2 separate regions of the Ovis aries genome follow, and region 2 is linked to region 1. Evidence: chromatin contacts called from public Hi-C data. All regions are on one chromosome and are shown on one strand. The core of a region is the stretch at or near the end of the contact, and the rest is flanking DNA. Distances in the headings are between cores, read along the strand shown.

What was found. A called contact is a pair of places that touch in the nucleus more often than the background predicts.
Region 2: a Hi-C map of hypothalamus shows a contact between it and region 1, with 2.7 times the contacts expected there. The contact joins the promoter of CCDC148 here to the enhancer-like site in region 1. A contact is called at or near these places in 4 of 16 Hi-C or Micro-C datasets (hypothalamus, muscle, omental adipose tissue and 1 more).

What each region holds. Positions count from the first base shown.
Region 1 is chr2:150,914,766-150,918,084 of ARS-UI_Ramb_v3.0, forward strand. No RefSeq gene overlaps it. Among named protein-coding and RNA genes, the nearest start is that of DAPL1, 47 kb to the left of the region's middle. Within about 2 kb of position 1,791, at least 5 of the 54 cell types and tissues checked have an H3K27ac peak or open chromatin away from gene starts, as enhancers often do. A contact at or near this core is called in hypothalamus, where this site is marked.
Region 2 is chr2:151,254,820-151,258,138 of ARS-UI_Ramb_v3.0, forward strand. It overlaps CCDC148 (coiled-coil domain containing 148), which reads left to right and starts at 1,686. Exons shown (of 16, transcript XM_060409905.1): 1 at 1,686-2,020. PKP4 (plakophilin 4) reads right to left here and starts at 1,551. Exons shown (of 20, transcript XM_060409902.1): 1 at 1,222-1,551.

The DNA.
Region 1 (3,319 bases), core at 541-3,040:
ATCAAAACGTGCTAGGCCCCAGGAAAGCAAACGTAAATCAGATCACATCCTGTTCTCAACGTGTCCCTGTGTAAGATGAAGCATGTCAGGAAGCCACATACCTGGATTATTTTGGAGGAAAGACATCTCCATGGAAGGGGATATAACATTTGTTTATAGGCACACATGACAGATGTGGAGAAGAGCAGTTATAGATGCTTTATTTTGGTTTTATTTTGTCAGGTGGGTCTCATCCTTTGACGAACAGCTAAATATTTTTCAAATGTGTCGGCAGTTTTAGGGCTGTTATAATACTTATTTTTCTAGTACCAATAGAAGGGCAGTAGATTAGGTCAGGGAGAAGGATTTGACTATTGAGATTTTCTCAATTGAAGTTATTTCACCATTAAAAAAAATAATTAAAAAGGCCTTTATGTATGGGAGAGGCAACTTAGGATAGGATAAGAAGGTGAGATTTGCAATTAAAGTCCTGGGTTTGAGTCCCAGTGTTGCTACTCATTTGTCGTATTAAAACGGACAAGTCCCTGGACCTGGGATGCTCACCGGGGTCTGTCTTTGCTGTCACATCCCTATCTTGAGGAATTTAAATAGCTAAATCTGGAGGCATTTCAACAGCTTATTACGCTAGTCTGAGATGGAAGGCTTTGTTCTTGAACCCTGAGGTCACAGTCTTCCCCTCTGAGTTCAGATGGCCTGCTGTGAAAGCTATCCTGCTCTTGTCAGTATGGTGTGAATTTCGGCCTTCAGGCTAGAGTTGCTGTTAAGGTGGGCAGTTGTCTCTGAACACCCAAGCCTGAACATCTGCTTTAACCAAGGTTAGGTTGTGCAGCTTCACCTTCTAGAGTCCCCCACAGAAGTCTGGTTAGATTTGGATAATTATGCTCCATTCCCTTCCCCTGATACCTGTGGGCCCATCAGGCTTACTTTCTTGTGCTTCTTCAAGCCTCCCCACTCCTGTGCCCTCCTGCTAGTTTCACTTTTGCACTGACTGATGAAGAGTTTTGAGATGCCCCCAGAGGACCCCTGACTCACTAGTGGGCCTTACAGACTCATCTGAAATCTTGATGGGATTGTGGTGGGGCAAGCCCAGGGACACTTACATGTGAAGGTGTGGCCAGCCTTCTCTCACCTGGCTTTCTCACTTTTCCGTTTGTTCTTTTCATCTTCCCTTAGGCTGCAATTTAAAAAATAAGAGATCCTTCCCCAGGGTCTAGCCAGAACCATTGTGTCCACTCAGGCCTCAGCTTCTTATCAAATATTTTCCTATCAGAAACAGCCTCTCTTCCCAGGGGGGTTCTTGCTTTGGGAATCCACCTAATCCTTAGGGGCTCAGGCTTGGAGGCCAGTCCCAGGGCAACGTCAGTGAAACCTGCCAGATTTTGAGGACGGCCTGGATGTCCCTTTTAACACCCATGACCTGTACTTGGTACTTTACGTAAAACTCTAAAGCAAGTGACTTTCCACCATAACGTTTATCATTAAAGTGTTCTGAGGCATTCTGTTTCTGAATCCCACACTCCCTGCAGATTTTCTGCAGACAGGACCATCTGGTGGGACTTCCTCCAGATGACCACAAGAGGGCACATGATTGCCAGCTCATAAGGCCCTCTGCACAGCCAACAGCCGATTCCTGGGGCTTTGCTATAGAAAGGACAGTTTCTGTTTGTTTGTTTGTTTTCCCTCAGAAACAGGAGGAAAGCAGTTGAAATTCCCGGGATGCAGCTAAGGCATTTTCTACGGCATCCATCTGTGAAATGCTGGCTGCGAGAAAGACATTCTGGCGGGCAAAGGAAAGACCGCACTCTCTGTTCCTCTCGCGTAGTCCCAGCCCAGGGAGAAGAAAAGGGCTGCAGAGAGTTGAACAAATCATTTTTGTTGTTCCTGAGATTACTAGAGGAATATGCTGGTAGGCTACATGTGTCTAGCAGGCCTCATGGTATAGTGTAAATAAAGTATTTTTGAATTAGGTCTATATGGTATTCTCTTCCCTTTCCCAGGCTTCCTGTCAGGAGGGCTGCTGGCAACCCTGGAGAAACTCCAACAGTAACTTGATGCGAGCTCAAGAGGTGTTAGGATTGTCCCTTGGACTGGGGCCCTCGGGCCCTGATTTCAGATGAAGGGTGATAAGACACTATTCTGGAGGGGAACATGGAGACAGTGATGGGATGGGAAAGTTAATTGGGGTGAGTAAACATGTGTAGGTCAAAGGTTAGAAGTGACCTTTTAAAGATCAAAATTAGATTGCTTAACTTCTAAAGTAGTAGACAAAAATTCAACTATAAGTGAAAATGAAAGAAGAAAAAAAGAAATTAAAAACAAAAAACCTGTACTATCAATGAGAACTCTCAGCTCAGATGTTGAACTAAGTCCTCATAAAACAGTACGAAATGTTCCCCAGCTCCAGCACCTACCAACTCTGTGACCTTGGGCTGGATACACAATTTCTCTGAACTTCAGTTTCCTCATCTCTAATATGGGGAAAACTATCATGGTTACCAGTTGGCTAAGAAGCGTAAATGGCATAATGTGCCTGAGAGTGCTCTCCCACGTGGCTCTCTGTAGACAGTGAATATTCTAGTTCTCTCCTCTCTTCTCCCTCTTTAGCAAGTTTAGCTTATAAACACTTACTCATTCAAGAATATTTCCTGAGTACCTGTATCAGTTAGGTTGCTTTCAATGGCAAGTGACAGAAAACCTCACCTAAATGGCAGTAAACAATAAGGAAAAGGTATTATCTCATTGGGCTTCCCTGGTGGCTCAGATGGTGAAGATCTCCCTGTAATGCAGGAGATCTGGTTCAATCCCTGGCCTGGGCAGGGCAGTTCTAGGGTGAGTTACTTTGGAGTCTTAGCAGAATTACCAAGGACTTGACTCCTTCACTGGTTTAGCTCCTTCATCCTCAGCAAGTTTGCGTCTGTCCTGGTGTCTGCCTCTCCAAGGCTGCAGAACAGTGGCTGCCCACTCACCTGGAAGCAGGCCTGGGCTTTTTCCTCTCACACAACTCTTCAGAATTCTCTTCGAACTGTTTTCCAGAAGTTGCCCCAACAGACCTTATCTCATGCCTCATGGACCAAAAGTGGGTTACTTTGCTCCTCCCTGAATCAGTTCCTAGTGAGATGAATGAGCTTCTGTGATTGGAATGGACCAGTTGTCATCCACCCTGAGATGTCCCTTCAGTTCAGTTCAGCTCAGTCTTTTCTGACTCTTTGCGACCCTATGGACTACAGCATGCCAGACCTCCCTGTCCATCACCAAGTCCCGGAGTTTACTCAAACTTGTGTCCATTGAGTCAGTGATGCCATGCATCCATCTCATCCTC
Region 2 (3,319 bases), core at 436-2,935, 340 kb after region 1:
CGAAAAGACTAGCTGAAGCCCGACAGAACTGCCGCGCTTCCCCTCCGCCGCCCTCTGCCGCATGGAGAAAAGCCAGGGGAGGAGAGGAGTGGAGAGAGGCTCACCAGCTCCGAAGATGCTCCGGTGACCTCTGACTGCTCAGCGAGAGCTGGGCTGGGGAAGGCTCTAGTTCTGCCGCGGCGGGCCGCGTGGACTATGCTCCCGGTGCATTCCTCGCATTCCTGCACAGTCTGTCGCCAGCCGAAGAGCCCGCGGTGCGCGTCCCCCCCGGACACACACACCTGCTTACTGCTGCGCCCCGCGCGGCCACGGCCGCCGCGGCGCCTCTACTGCCCGCTCTCGCTGTTTGTCGCACTCAGCCAACAACGCAGCCAAATTTCGGCCCAACCGCTCAGCCCCTCGCTTCCCGGGTAGAGGGGGAAAGAGAGAAGGGTGGGCAGCGCCAGCGGCGGGCAGGGACACTCTATCCGCCTGGGGGTGCCGCAGCTCCTCTTCAACTCCTGGCAGGGAGAGAAGGAAGCGGCCGCGCAAGAGGGCAGCCGGGGAAGCTTGCGGCTAGAGAACCGGGAGGGGTGGAGCGTGAGCATACGCGGCGAGGAGAGAGGGGCGCACTGGACAGGGTGGGTGGGCAGGACCAGCTAGAAGCGCGGGACTCCGGGCAAACGCAAGACAGCACTGGCAGAAGGGACGTGGGAGGGGGGGGGCGGGGCAAGGTGCAGGAGTTGGGGCTGGAGAGAAGGACGGGCCGCCCTGGGGGTTCGCGAAGACGGGCGCCCAGGGGTGTTGGGGGCGCGAGGCGGCGTACCAGGGGGGCAGGAGAGGGGAAGCCTCCCGGCAGACGTCCAGGAGGGCTCGGCGTGGCGCTCAAGTTTGGGGCTGCGGGCCCTAGATCCAAAAAGGCCAATGCGGGGTGGGGTCGTGCGCTGCGTGTAGGGGAGACCAGGGGAAGAGTAATCACCGGGAAAAGCAAATGGAGGGTGAAACTTGTGCGCCTACCGGGGGGAGGGGAGCAGGCAGGCGAGTGCGGGCAGGAACACGAGGCGGGGCAGGAAAGCCGAGGCGGCCGCGAGGCGGTGAGGACGGAGTAACGGGAGGGAGGCGCCCGTCCCCGTCCCTCCCCGCGCCCCTCGCAGGCAAGTCCCATCTCCGGCCCGAGGGGGCGAGGGCCGGGGGTCTTGTGAGCCGGAGTCTCCGCGCCTTCCCGCAAGCCCGCACACTTACTTTCCAGGTTAGGCAGCAGCCGCCGTCGCTCCGGGGATCAGGAACATCGGCGCGGTGGGGTCGCCGCTGCGGCACTCGAAAAAATTAAAAAAGTGCCGCGGCCGAGCGGCTGCCCGCCCCTCCCTCCCCCACCCGCCCCCTACCCCGAAGCGGCTCTCCCACCACCCCTGGCGGCGGCGGTGGCCAACTTGCCCCGCTACCCCTTGCCCATGGTGCCGCCTCCGCGGCCGGCGTCGACGCGGACTCAGCCCCGGAGCCCCCTCTACTGCCCAGAGGCCGCCGCCGCCCGCCCAGCACTCAGCCCGCCTGCCCAGCCAGCACCAGGCTCCCGGGAACGTCAGCACGCCGCCGTCTCCGGACCTGCTCCCTGCCTACCCCATTGGTCGGAAGGAGAAGGCTGGCTCTTCCCATTGGACCGGCCCTCATATTGAACTGACCAATGGGAACTGAGGTTTCAGGTCGCCATAGAGACCGATGCTGTTAAGAGCGAGAGGGCCTGGAGAAGGTGGGGAGTGAGGATGAAGGTGTCTCTGGCTTTGGGTGCGGGAGGGGGTGGAGGAAAGAGCTACCGAGGGATTCCTGAGTGCTGATTGAAATTGGGACAGCTTTCGCTTTGTCTCCCTGTCAAACCCAGTTGTGCATGGAAGGGTTAGTCCGTCGCGTCAAAGGCAGGGACAGCTGAGCCCCTAGAGGAATCCTTGAGAACCTGGGAGTGGGCATTTCACTTTTTCTGCGATTAGGGAGTCCCTCGGCCTCTGCCCTTTGGCCTTTGACACGTGTGCACCTTCTGCTTCTCCAGGTGAGTTTGCACCCCATCCCTTAAATCATTGCTTCTTCCTGACGTCACTGACCCACATCAAATCTACTTGTTCTTCCCAACCACTCCCCCTTCCCTGGGGTGGATCTTGCATCAAAATTTTGGGTCTAAAGACTTAAAAGGAGACTAAACATCATTCAAAGATTTCCTTTGGATGATATTTTTATGAGGAAACAGGCTGACGTGTTGTATGATGGATGTCATCTAGTCAGTGCATGAGATGTGTTCCCTGCTTCCCAAAGAAAACCTCTAATCTCTCCACTGAAGGATATTTATTAAACGCCCATCTGTGTGTGCATTCTGCACTATAAGCTTGACAGGTGCATGCTCTTTCCCCTAAGAGTTTACAAGGTGGGGCAAGACACAGGCAATTGATCCTTCATGTCTTCTGATGATTTCACAAGGGAGTAAAGGAAATAGATTACACTTGGTAGATTTTGTTTTCTGCCTATTTTCAAGTTTGCCTCTAAATTTGATAAATAAACTGAGACATGGAGTCACATAGAAAATCTTGAGCTTTAATTACAAGTGCTTTGCTTTCATTTAAAGTCACTTTGCTAGTTCGTAAATACAGATTGCTTTTTGTAAGTAATTTTCATATCTAGATACTAGCTATTAAAATAGAACTTTGTGAACATACTGGGCTTTTAAGCATTATATTGTTTTGTGATATAGTCACTGATATTCTTATGTTCCTTCTTTTTGTTGATTTTGCCATTTTTACACTATTTTTTTAATTAAGAAGACTATGTTTAGGCTACTGCCCTTCAATTTGAAGGGACCATATTGTATGAAAAAACTGATAGAATTTTGGAAATTACAAATATTTTGTTAAGAGCAACAGATTAATGTGTGTGCAAGCCACATATGTCTTTCTACTGTCCTGAATTTTAAGTTGGATAATATGCTACTGTTTGTTATCTTGCCATAATTAAAAATTACAAAAATAAACAAGAATTGTTCAGTGGTACCTTAATTAGAAAGTGTCTTCCGCAGTTTGTAGTAAAATTTGAACTTTGTCCATAATCCTATGCAGGATTGGACTGTGAAACAAATCAGCTAAACATATGAGTGCTCCCCCCTAAATATTTATAGAATTGGAAAGAAACCAGCAGGGACTTTGGAGTGCTGTCTCATTCCTTGCCATCATGGAAATTAGCTCATCATGCTTTCAATTTCTGCCTTTTGTTTTCTTTGTGGTGTTTGTTTATAAGAGAATAGAAAAAGTAAAGTGCAAATTTTTATAAATAAAAACTCAGTTTTAATGTACTAGCAAAATAC